Linked DNA regions of Mus musculus: all the other regions are linked to region 3. Evidence: chromatin contacts called from public promoter capture Hi-C data. All regions are on one chromosome and are shown on one strand. The core of a region is the stretch at or near the end of the contact, and the rest is flanking DNA. Distances in the headings are between cores, read along the strand shown. Region 1 overlaps 1700047F07Rik (a long non-coding RNA gene). Region 2 overlaps Scp2 (sterol carrier protein 2, liver). Region 3 holds the start of Magoh (mago homolog, exon junction complex core component). Region 4 holds the start of Scp2 (sterol carrier protein 2, liver).

Region 1 (2,934 bases), core at 212-2,711, 140 kb after region 3:
AGAATGCCACACCTTGGTGGCTTCGTACCACACTCTGTGTTCCTTTCTCTCGCTCTCTCCCCAGATCCAGTCAGTCAGGGGTCCCACTGAGGACACATGCTAAATTCTTCTCAGATCTGCCTAATACTTGCCCAAGCTCAGGCCTTCTGAAAGGTTCCATAAGAGACAAGAGCTTTTTAGCTGTGCGTGACAAGCTTACTTCTTAAGCTGAAGAAAAAGACTGAGAATATTGGCTCACAGGACTTAAAGGTTGAGGGCTCCCCTCTGTTGTGGCTGGATCCAGAGATGGAGCCATGTTGAGGGAGCCCAGGCTCAGTGCTTTGCTGTTTGTTGGCAGTCAGAGTAGTGGGCTCTAAGTTCCTCATATCACGGAGAACAGGGAGAGCAGCCTTCCCTACAGATGCAAACAGCTTCATGGACTGTGACTGGCTTGCACTACTGCCCCTAGTCACCCAGGTTGCTCGGCAGGCCTGGACGTCCTCTGAAGACACCCCCCTCCCCAAGGTGTGGGGGTCTACTCCGGGCATGTGCTCAGCTCCGTGGCTTGGCATCACCTAGACCACAGGCCCTGGGTAGGCAGGAGATGGAAGACATCCATGCCTCTGTTCAGGTGGGCAAGCTGTCCCAGAAACGGATGCCAGAGGAAACAGCCAACCCTGCTTGAGTCAGGAACGAGCTAGCAGTGAACAGGAAGCTGCGAAGGTCTGCCGAGTGAGAGCACCATGGATTACAGTTTACACAACACACACAGTCATCACTAGTACCAGTCCTAAGCAGGTGTGGGAGTCACTGTGTTGTGTGCGCTATCTACTCAGTGCAGAACTTGGCTCCTGTGTGTCTGCACAGTGGGCTCTCCTGCTCAATGCCAGAAATAACCAGATCAGACCTGCCCCTGGACCCCAGGCCCCTTACTCTCCCCTGTGCACAGGGGGTGGGAGAGTTCTGAGTCACCTTAGAGTTGACTTTAGGATGGAACCCAACCCACATACTGGGCCTGGGATTCAGGCTTTTCCTGGGTCTAGGGAGCCAAGTTCTTCCTGTGAATATTAAAGGGGAGGAGAGGGGGCAGGACTCTGACATTCCGAATTCTCTCCCATGCAGACCCCATCCTGGTGAATGATTAAAGGGGTTCCCTGAGAAGCCCTTTGAATCAGCACCTCCCTCATTGCAACTCCAAGAGCCTCTGACCCGCTCCTTGATAAGTGGATTGCCTACCTAGCTAAGTGTTATCTTGCAATTTTTTTTTCTGTCAGGGACTTTCACAGTTCCTTCTGAAGCATCAGGCCTGCTCAAGGCATCAGGTGGGTAAACACTTGTCTAAACCTGATGTGTTCAAGATATCTGGCTGTCTAGTCCTTACGAAGAGAAGAAAAATGGGGACCCTGGGTTGAATGTTTGTATGGAGGACACAATTCCTGGGCGATGCCTGTGGCCGTGGCCTGAGAAGTTGACTGTCCTGGAGTGCCCCCTGCTGGCCACAGTGACAAATGGCACCTCCAGGGCGCAGGCCTGGGTTGGGTGGACAGAGCCTCAAGGAGCTGGCTGGCTGCAGGCCTGCTCTGCTCTGTAAGTCTGAGGACTTCCAGGCCTGCCGAGCGAGCTATCATCCTGGGCATGGGTAGTGCAGCTCAGAGGAGAGGCCAGGACCAAAAGCCTCTGCTCACAGAAATTTGAAAATGATGTTTTTCTTTCTGTTGTCAGCAGAGAGAATGCGTCTGCCCACTGGGAAATGCCTGAGCCTCTTTGGACATGTCCTTGTCCTCTTCCCGGGTTTTGTTTGCCCTCCTGTAAGATGGGGCTGAGACCTGCCGATCACAGCACCAACTGAGTGGGATCCGCCAGATGTAGGATACAGCACACTTTGGTGTGTTCCTCCAGAGCCTACAAGTGTGCTGTCTCAGCTACGAACACAGACTGACTGGGAGTGTGGCTCAGTGACAGAGAATATGCCTACCATTCACCAGGCCCCAGGTTCCTGTGGCCACCCTGTCTTGTGGCTCAGATAGAAAGAATTCTGGGGCGCTGGGCAGGAAGGGGAACCGTCAGCCATTATGGGACACTCTCTTTCTAGCTGAGCCCTGGCTAAGGAGAGTCAGGGACTCAAAGTTGGGAACTGTGTGACCCAGTGCCAGCAATCCCTGGGGCGTCTCAGACTTTCCTCCCTGATACACGCTGGGCTTTTGAAGTAGATTTCTGGAGCAGCTCTCTGAACCCCAAATCCTGAGGACCACTGCAAGCCAGTAGCACTCCTCAGCTACTTCTCTGACCCTTACTCCCCTGCTTCATCCCTCCCACAATGAACACAGCCCCATAGCTTCTACTTTTCCAGAAGGCTGCAGAGACATCCACTCTTACCCCTCTTTGAAGCTGTGAAAACCTTCAGCCCTTGCTTGTCATTAGCGGAGTCAGGACCAGCACCCCACACACGTATGTACCGTGTCCCCGACTGCTCCTCCACTCTGCTTCTGCTCACACACCAGCTTGAGGAGACATAAATGTGAGGCGACGTATGTGCCTCATGGTTCTATTAATAGCAGCCAAGTTTTTATTTGATTTTTCTGAGACAGTCTCAAACTCCTAGTCTGAAATTATCCTCTCAGCTCAGCCATCTGAGTAGCTGGGCCCACAGGCACACGTCATGGTGTCTAACTTTAGTTTTTTTTTAAATAGTGAAAGGAGTCCGGTGAAATTAATTCAATATTATTTTTTATTTTGCACAACATTTTAAAAATGTTACCATTTAAGCACGCGGGACCAAAATGATTAAAGGTAACCTAACAGCCTGAAGTCCTTTGTATACAGCAAGGCTGTAAGATCCCGGCGTGTACAGCACGTTCATTCATATACACACATCTCATTCAGATAGGCCACACTCTGTGTGAACAGAAGCAGATGTTAGTGGTCATCTTATAAGGAACAGAGAGCTAGAACCTT
Region 2 (3,058 bases), core at 330-2,829, 190 kb before region 3:
TGCTGCTGTGTTCTTCTTTTGTTTCTTCTTTGGTTCATTTATTATCATTTAAGAAATGATATAAAATAAATTTATATCATTTATTCATTTCTCTCTTCTATGGAACCATTTCTCTATGAAAGTCTGTCACAGATGCTCAGGGGTGTGATGGAAGCATCTTCCATTTGCCAGAGTCTGCCCTCCAGGGTTGTCACACCCTCATATTTAATTTAAGTCTTTTGCAAGATTTATTTTAATTTCACTTATGTATTTATTTTATTCATTTGTTTGTTTATTCAAGACAGGGCTTCTCTGTGTAGCCCTGGCTGTTCTGGAACTCACTCTGTAGATCAAGATGGCCTCAAACATAGATTTGCCTGCCTCTGCCTCCTGAGTGCTGGGGTTAAAAGCATGTCTCCCCCCAACCCCACCTTGGTTTATTTTTAATTATGTGTGAGTGTGTATATTTACCATCAAGATATAAAGGTCAGCTGGGCACTGGTAGTGCATGCTTTTAATCTGAGCACTTTGGGGAGGCAGGCAGATCTCTGTGAGTTCTAGGCCAGCCTGGTCTACAGAACTAGTTCCAGGACAGACAAGGCTACACAGAGGGGTAGAGGTGGGAGGGACTACATGTCTTTATTGAACCTTTAGAGATATCTTGCTGTGTAGAGATATCATTTCTGTGGCTCATAGGCACCACAGGTGATTAGGTCTGTTGATCCTGGCCCTCCTCCCACTTCCAGCTTGCATAGCATAGCACCTTCTGGTACTATGAAAGCTAGGCCCCAGGAGGCTTTTGGATTAGTTCCAGCTCGACTTCTCGAGTCCTGTGTTCAAGTGTGTGTGCTATCTTTCGCAATAGACACTTACCTTTGACTTCTGGGATGAAATCAAGCTTGATCTCCCTGGACCAAACAATTCATGCATGGCACAGGGCTTTTTATTAGATAGTCTGTGGCTCCTGGAACGGGCACTATTACCCCAAGTGGTATGGCATCACTTAAACAAAGTGTATATACATATGTATGTATGCAAATACACTTATATGTATTACATGTATTTTAAGTAAATATAAAATAAGAATTCCTTATGACTACTTCAAATATTTTTAGTGTTGTAGATCATTCCCTACGCCCACCTCATTTTCCCACTTCATATCACAAGCATCTTGAGTTCAATTTGATCTCATTGCTTTTTCAAAATGTCCCATCTCAAAATTTTCTTTCACTTTTTATTTTATTTTATTTATTTATTTATTTGAGACAGAATCTTGCTGTGGCATTGGCTGTCCTGGAACTCAAACTGTAGACCAGGCTGGCCTTGAACTCTCAAGAGATCCGCCTGCCTGTCTTCTGAGTGCAGGGTTTAAAAGTGTGCACCACTAGACACTGTGTTTTCCATTTCAACACACCCGGAAAAAAATGGGTTGAAAATGCAAGTGTTGATTTCCTGAACTCGAGTCTTTCTTAAATGCTAATTCTCTTAGCGTGGGAACTAGCTGTGAATCTTGGGCTTTAAGCTCTGCAGGCGTGCGTGGCTTTGGCGGGAAGTCCCAACTAGCGGCTCGCTGGCGCGGGTGGGCGGAGTCTGCGCTCTAACGCGGCCCGGGACGCTCTGTGCTCGACTCGCCAGGTCTGGCTCAGTGCGCGGAGCTCTGCTGGCAGCTGAGAGGCGAAGCCGGAAAGAGGCAGGTTCCCGGGGCAAAGGTGGCTCTGCAGCACAATCTAGGCCTCGGAGGAGCTGTGGTTGTCACCCTCTACAGGATGGGTTTTCCCGAAGCTGCCAGGTAAGTGACATTCTAAGTTCTGTCACTTTTGTCCTCATGCTTTACAATAAGTGACGCTTGCATATTAAAAAAAACAAACAACAACAACAACAACAAAAACCAAACCCCAACCACATATTAAGCATTTAAGGGAAAGTATGACATAACTTCGTTAACGTGGTTTTAAAAGTTAAGACTTAGTTTTTAAGCCGAGACAACCTTAGGAAAATTTGTTCAGAAAGAGGCAGCGAAGCCAGGAGTGCTGGCCCACAAGCCTGCGGAATGTAGACTAGTCACCTTTTGCTTGCCTTTCTCACAGTTGGCTTTCTCCTTGGCTTCTGGCTGCTGTCAGAGAAAGCCACCAACTACATGTGCCATTGGAACCTGGAAAATGTGTTTCTGAATCAAGCCCTCGTTGCTGTTGGAATTCCAGGGGCTTGCTTGCTTCCTGTCTTTGCAGTCTCTGCCTCTGTCGTTACCTCTTGTCCCAGCCTTCTGGGATTCCTGTTTTCCTTGCAGCCTCTCCGGGTTCTCTTCCTCCTTTTCCAAGGCCCAGCGTTCCTCTGTGTGCGTGGTTTCCAACCACCTGTACTAGCTACTATGTATACCCTCTTGAATCTTCCTAGCATTCCCTCCACTGGCTCCTTGCCCCTGTTATCTTACACCAGAGAATCTTTCTTAGTCCACAAAATCTTTTTTTCCTCTTGCTTTAATTATTCTCTTTCATGATGAGCCTTTCGCAGTGAACCACCTCAGGGTCTGTTTGGAGGTCTGGTGTGTTCTGAGTTGATTATCCTTGGCTAGCTATGTCTTTCCTCCTTTAACCACCCTGTAACTTTTTAACACGAATGTGCTCCTTTTCTCTTGAAATTCCTGGTGATTACTTAATCGTTTTCTTATACAGTTTGTCCTACAAAGGATAGGGGCCACTATCTACTATATAGTCTTTAACTTTTACAAACTTCGGGATGGTTTTTCCTCTCTCTGGTCTCACTCTTCTTTTTCTGCCCAGAATTTTGTTTTTGTTTCAAACATTAAGATAACATCTTAAACTTAAGAGTTTCTTCTTTCAAATACCCATGCTCTTTTGCAGTCCTTAGAGGGCTCATCTTGTTTCTTCCTCAATCTGATTCATCAGTTCTATGCTGATGACCCTGGAACACCATGCAGTTCACACTTGAGATGAAACCCCTTAGGGGAAAAATAATCAAGCTATGAAAAGCCAACACAGTCAGTATAATTGTCATAGATATTTCGTTTTCTTTAGAGTAAAATTAGGAAGTTTGTCCACAGCCTTTTTTTTTTTTTTTA
Region 3 (2,887 bases), core at 63-2,562:
TAATCTAGCTGCTTAGAAATAAGTGCTCGCTTCCTACACTTCATCTTTCATTACCAGAGAGAACATAAGCAATGGGAAACCAAAGGCTAAGTCGTAGTGAAGGAAAGGTCTGTACCTCTTTCCTGATCATGACGTCATTTTTGTAATTGCTGTTGTTGGCGTATCGCAATTTACCTTCGGAAGAAAAAAGAAAAAAAAAAAAGAATGCAACGTATTAGAAAACATGAACAAAGCACCATTACCCTCCAAAGAATATGAGCTTTGCCTAAATTATATCGAATGTTTCAACCCATTTCCCAGCTGTGATAGTAGTGTTTTTGGTACTTCACTTGAAACTACTGAACAACAGAAGAAGGACCTGACAGTAAACTAGAGTCCCGGGAAAAGGCTGCCATGATGTAGCAAAAGAACACGTTCTCAGCTGTAAACAGGAATTTTAATGCTATCTTAGCTGCACAGAGAAGAACATGCTGATGTTCAACTGGGTTGGGAAAGGACTTTGAAAACTAAGGAAGCTGTATGCAAGCAAGCACTACAAACACCTGTATAGCGAGGCTCTTGACTAACATCACCCCCTACTACTGTCTCTCAGTCACCCCAGTGACCACCTGGATATGTCTGGCTCTTTGAGGTCCTATGACACTTGCTACTCCTGTAGATGCTTTTCTTCCTGTACTTCAAAAATTGATCCCTTTTCAATTACGGCTTAATTCAAATTCACACTCCTCAGACTGCTCTTTAAAAGCGACCTTACTTTTTGATCACTCCACACTACAAGAGATCGCTGTGGTTTCTTCCGGCTCTGAAACACATGTTCCACGAGAGGGGAAAATTTATTTTTGTTGCTCTGTCCCCAGACTGGAAAACAAACAGCCCATTCTCAGATGGACATTAAATCTTTGTTGAATGTAAGCAACCTGGCTTTTTAAAAAGCTACGAAGGAGAATCGCCAGCGGATGAAGAGAAAGAACCAATGAAGCCGACAAAAGAATGCCTCTTTCACGACCCAACAGCACGGTGGTCGGCGTCCCTTGCTTCGCTTCGCCACATTCCGCAGCCCGCCTTCTCTCCGCCCTCCCCGGGGCCGGTCCCACTGCCCGCAGCCGGGAGGCCGCTCTTACCGTCAGGTCGGAATTCAAACTCCAGGAACTCATGACCGAACTTGCCTTTGTGGCCCACGTAGTAACGCAGGTAAAAGTCACTCTCCATGCCTCGCAAGGGACAAGGAGGACGGAACTTTAGGAACGGATGACACTACCACGGCCTGCGGTCTACGTCTTATACTGGCGTAATGGTGGCGCGCGGAAATGACGTCTGCCACCGCGACACTAAGAGTTTCTCACTCTCCGGAGGCGGGAACGAGATTACCACGCCCCCTCCCCTAGACGCTGGGTCAAGATCGCCACGCCCCCTTGGTTGTATATCGAGAGTTCTGGAAGATCTTGGGATCCGAGAACTGCATCTGGGTTTCAGCCCAACACTGAGCGCTAGAGTCCTGTCAGGCGCAACCTCAATTTAAAGAGACAAGTGAGTCGAACGAGGTTATTCACACTCTGAACCTAGATGGGTTTCCACAGTAAAAGGAGGCAAAATGATTTGCTCATCTATGAGTACGCTGCCACCCCCATCCCCCGCCTTCTTCCACTCCCCAGTGTGTAGATCAGGAGGTGGCTCTGAGGCGGGAGATTAGTAGTAAATGTCTAAAGAGCGTAATGAGAGTTTGAGACCAGTGGCTGCATACTAAGACCCTGTCCCGAAAAATAAAGTTGGCTTTACTTAGCTGTCTTTTAAGAATGACTCCTTTCCCATTCCACAATGTTGCCTGAAACTTGCCTGCATTTAGCTAACATCCCTTTCTGCTATTTCTTTATTTTACGTGTAGGCAGAGTACTGCTACCTGATCCAGACTGACCTGAAACCACAAACCCTCCTACCTCATCCTCACGAGGGTCACCACTCATGAACGAGTTGCCTTTCATTCTTCCCTTTCAAGCTAACATGTCTAGATAGGTGTTGTGGGTCGGTTAAATGAATGTTGGATCCCTACTAGGCTTTTTTGTCTTGTTTTGTTTTGTTTTTCGAGACAGGGTTTCTCTGTGTAGCCCCGGCTGTCCTGGAACTGACTCTGTAGACCAGGCTGGCCTCAAACTCAGAAATCCACCTGCCTCTGCCAAGTGCTGGGATTAAAGGTGTGCGCCACCACCGCCCGGCTCCTACTGGTCATCTTATTTAGCAGCGATTCTCAGCCCTAGCCACATGCTGACAGAATCCAGTTTCACTGAAGCCTCTAAAAAAATACCCAGGTGAGAACTGGGCATGGTGGCCAATGCCTTTGATCCCAGCACTTCAGAGGCAGAGTGGAGTAGACCTCTGTGAGTTTAAGCCTAGACTGCTCTTTGCATAGTGAGTTCCAGGCCAGTCAGGACTACCAAGTAAGATACACACACACAAACTGAAACAAAAACGAGGTGGGTCAAATGTGGAGACCACTACCCAAGAGGTTCATTTTCAAGAGCCAAAGTTGACCTCTGTGAAAGGTCAAATTTCTGGTGCGGGAATTTTAAGGTCAAGTAGGTGAAATACGGTAAATTCTAGTCATAGAAGATTGACACACGACAGGTGTGGTGGCACATGCCTTTAATCCCAGCACTCAGGAGGCAGAGGCAGGCGGATTTCTGAGTTCGAGGGCAACCTGGTCTACCGAGTGAGATCCAGGACAGCCAGAGAAACCCTGTCTCAAAAAAAAAGAATTGACACACATCGTTACCAGAGATGTCGTCTCACCACTCTCTGCCCTGCCACTGGTTTGTTTCTTGTTCTCTGAGACAGGGTCTGGCTGTGTAGCCCTGGCTGGCCTGAAACTCACTATATTGGCCAGACTGGGCTG
Region 4 (2,833 bases), core at 300-2,799, 240 kb before region 3:
TAATTCACACATAAGATAGGCATTATTCATAATCAAAAGAGGCTCAGGGAGCTCAGCTTTCGAACATGGACAATATTTACAGCTAGAACAATGGAAGGACAGTAAAGAAATAGTAACAGACGAGCAGTCGCTTTACCAGACATGGTCTGACCGATCGGATTATGCTTGACTGGCTGTTACAAAAAAATATGCATAGTTGCTGGGCAGTAATGGCCCAAGTCTTTAATCCCAGCTCTTGGGAGGCAGAGACAGGCGGATTTCTGTATGTGAGGCCAGCCTGGTCTACAGAGCAAGTTAGCCCCCCCCATGCACATTATAACTTCTTCTTCTTCTTCTTCTTTTTTTTTTTTTTTTTTTTTGAGACAGGGTCTCACTTTGCAGATGATTCCAGGCTGGACTTGAATTTGTTTTGAGGCATGTCCACCAGAGAACAGCACACAGACAGTCTGTTTTTTTTTTTTTTTTTAAGATTTATTTATTATTATACATAAGTGCACTGTAGCTGTCTTCAGACACACCAGAAGAGGGCGTCAGATCTCAACTCAGGACCTTCAGAAGAGCAGTGTTCTTACCCGCTGAGCCATCTCGCCAGCTCAGACACAGAAACTCTTTTTTTTTTTCTTTTAAAGGGGATAGTAATAGAGACACAGACACTCTTTTTTTTTTTTTTTTTTTTTTAAGTTTAGGGGATAGTAATATATACCTTTTTTTCCTATTTATTTATTTATTTATTTATTTATGACTGTAGCTGTCTTCAGACACCCCAGAAGAGGGCATCAGATCGCATTTCGGATGGTTGTGAACCACCACGTGGTTGCTGGGATTTGAACTCAGTACCTTTAAGAACAGTCAGTGCTCTTAACCGCTGAGCCATCTTTCCAGCCCGACACAGACACTCTTAAGGCTGAGAACAAACTTCGTATTGATGGCTCCTGGCTACAGAGGATACTTGTCCAATCATGGAAACCCACATTCTGGTTGGCACACTTCAATTAGCAAGAAACAGAACTACGGAAGCCAAAACGTAAGGTTACCACATTTAGAGACTTTCCTGTTTCCTGGAACTATGGACCAGGTCTTTGATGGATTTTGGTCTTTGTACCATTTTTGGCAGAGATCTGCCTGCCTCTTCCTCTCGTGTGGAGATATTAAAGGTGTGAACCACTAAGCCCTGATCTGACTTAATTTTTAAAAAACATCTTATCCGCACATAGAATTCTGACTTTATTAGTGTACATCGTGCTTTTTGCTCATATACTGCGTGTTGTAACTACTCTCACACATACAGAACGTCTCTAACACTCTAGAGAATCCCCACAGGATTCTGAGTTTCCTCTGAGGCCAGAGCTTCCATTTTAGGCCTTCCCTCTCTCACTGTAAAAAGAGGAAGCACAGAAACCGAGGCCTCCTTGAGAAACTTTGCCTGAGTCTAACACAGTAGGTCAAAAGAACCCATAAAGGACTTGGCTCTAGGATCGCCACGCATGCGTACATCCTCTACCCTGCCTCCTCCGGTCGGTTCCCGTAACTCGGCCCCGCCCCTGACGCTGCGGCCCCGCCCCCGACGCCTGGGGTTGGGATAATCGGACCCGACCCGGCTTTGGTTCTGCAAAGCCTCAGTCTGTAGGAGACCTTCGCTGCTGGAGCCATGCCTTCTGTCGCTTTGAAATCTCCGCGCCTGCGCCGGGTGTTCGTGGTCGGCGTTGGCATGACCAAGGTAAACAGAGTTGTGAGCAGCGAGAGATCTGCCTCTGTTATTCCCCGCAGTCCGAGGCGACAGGGAAGCGCGGCAAGGGGACGGTCACAGTCTGCGCTGCTGTCCCTCTGACCTTTCCCTCCAGAGAGGCGACCTGAGGGTGTATGATGCTGTCACTAGGGTCTCAGTATCTTGGGCTTGTTCTCTCAGTCATTTTTTTTTTTTTTAAAGATTTATTTATTTATTATATGTAAGTACATGTAAGTAAGTACATTGTAGCTGTCCTCAGATACTCCAGAAGAGGGCATCAGATTTCGTTACGGATGGTTGTGAGCCACCATGTGGTTGCTGGGATTTGAACTCCGGACCTTCGGAAAAGCAGTCGGTGCTCTTAACCACTGAGCCATCTCGCCAGCCCCTCTCAGTCATTTTTTTATTCGCCTTCCTGTTTGCTTATTCTAGCTTTTTAGTCTGTGAAGGAGCCCCCAACACAGCACAAATCTCACACTTCCTTAGATTCTAAATCCCGAGTAGGCCGGCCGGGTGGTTCACATCTCTAGTATGAGCTTTAGGAGATGCAGCCAGGAGAACTGCTGCGAGTCTGAATCATATCAAGACCTTGTTTCACAAAACAAAGCAAACCAAACCGACAAACAAAACAAAACAAACAAACATGTGGTTGCTGGGATTTGAACCCAGGACTTTCAGAAGAGCAGTCAGTTCTCTTACCCGTTGAGCCATCTCGCCAGCCCTATCTTGTCTTTCTTACCTCTAGAGCCTTGAGCTTAGCTCTAATTTACTTTGATGCACTGGGATTCTTTGTTCAGATGACTATATTCTCCTAATGTATTGCTACAGGGTGGGTACCACAATTATTTACTGCTGTATCACTCACAGTGATAAATCACTCGTGCCTAATGACAGTGAATGTTAGATGATTGATATTAAATGGATTTACTGGTGAAAGAGTTACTGTGAAGAATCTTTTTGTACTGTAAAAAAAAAAAACAAAACCCAAATTTTACATTATCTTAGTAACAGGTGAAAACAAATAATTTATTCAAAACATGTAAATAGAAAAGTTGACTAATATGTTCTAAAACTTAAAGGGCATCCCACTGTTTCTCAGAGGGGGAG

Evidence for each region. Promoter capture Hi-C pulls out the DNA fragments that hold promoters and counts their contacts. Capture Hi-C pulls out chosen DNA fragments and counts their contacts.
Region 1: a contact with region 3 is called in a promoter capture Hi-C map of hippocampal neurons, with 5 times the contacts expected there. The contact joins the enhancer-like site here to the promoter of Magoh in region 3. A contact is called at or near these places in 19 of 39 promoter capture datasets (the 3T3-L1 cell line, the C10 cell line, the HPC-7 cell line and 12 more), 1 of 15 datasets of contacts at CTCF or cohesin (embryonic stem cells), 1 of 484 Hi-C or Micro-C datasets (embryonic stem cells), 18 of 115 datasets of contacts at active chromatin or transcription factors (the 230-238 cell line, CD8 T cells, bone marrow-derived macrophages and 10 more) and 3 of 9 other capture datasets (adipose tissue, liver and pancreatic islet).
Region 2: a promoter capture Hi-C map of pre-B cells shows a contact between it and region 3, with 2.4 times the contacts expected there. The contact joins the enhancer-like site here to the promoter of Magoh in region 3. A contact is called at or near these places in 7 of 39 promoter capture datasets (the 3T3-L1 cell line, the C10 cell line, the HPC-7 cell line and 3 more), 9 of 484 Hi-C or Micro-C datasets (CD4 T cells, Th2 cells, double positive thymocytes and 4 more), 5 of 115 datasets of contacts at active chromatin or transcription factors (bone marrow-derived macrophages, effector CD8 T cells, embryonic stem cells and 2 more) and 3 of 9 other capture datasets (adipose tissue, liver and pancreatic islet).
Region 4: a contact with region 3 is called in a promoter capture Hi-C map of pancreatic islet, with 2.6 times the contacts expected there. The contact joins the promoter of Scp2 here to the promoter of Magoh in region 3. A contact is called at or near these places in 7 of 39 promoter capture datasets (the 3T3-L1 cell line, the C10 cell line, embryonic stem cells and 3 more), 5 of 484 Hi-C or Micro-C datasets (CD4 T cells, the HL-1 cell line, LSK cells and 2 more), 9 of 115 datasets of contacts at active chromatin or transcription factors (bone marrow-derived macrophages, effector CD8 T cells, embryonic stem cells and 6 more) and 3 of 9 other capture datasets (adipose tissue, liver and pancreatic islet).

Annotation. Positions count from the first base shown.
Region 1 is chr4:107,736,653-107,739,586 of GRCm38.p6, reverse strand. The region is part of intron 3 of 1700047F07Rik (a long non-coding RNA gene); the gene reads right to left. Among named protein-coding and RNA genes, the nearest start is that of Gm12907, 21 kb to the left of the region's middle. Within about 2 kb of position 1,461, at least 57 of the 459 cell types and tissues checked have an H3K27ac peak or open chromatin away from gene starts, as enhancers often do. A contact at or near this core is called in forebrain, hippocampal neurons, stem cell-derived epiblast-like cells and 1 more, where this site is marked.
Region 2 is chr4:108,069,967-108,073,024 of GRCm38.p6, reverse strand. It overlaps Scp2 (sterol carrier protein 2, liver), which reads left to right. Exons shown (of 16, transcript NM_011327.4): 12 at 1,615-1,768. Among named protein-coding and RNA genes, the nearest start is that of Mir6397, 16 kb to the left of the region's middle. Within about 2 kb of position 1,579, at least 364 of the 459 cell types and tissues checked have an H3K27ac peak or open chromatin away from gene starts, as enhancers often do. A contact at or near this core is called in the HPC-7 cell line, adipose tissue, bone marrow-derived macrophages and 9 more, where this site is marked.
Region 3 is chr4:107,878,180-107,881,066 of GRCm38.p6, reverse strand. Magoh (mago homolog, exon junction complex core component) reads right to left here and starts at 1,312. Exons shown (of 5, transcript NM_001282737.1): 1 at 1,122-1,312; 2 at 116-174. The coding sequence starts at 1,209.
Region 4 is chr4:108,117,263-108,120,095 of GRCm38.p6, reverse strand. It overlaps Scp2 (sterol carrier protein 2, liver), which reads left to right and starts at 1,549. Exons shown (of 16, transcript NM_011327.4): 1 at 1,549-1,717. The coding sequence starts at 1,649.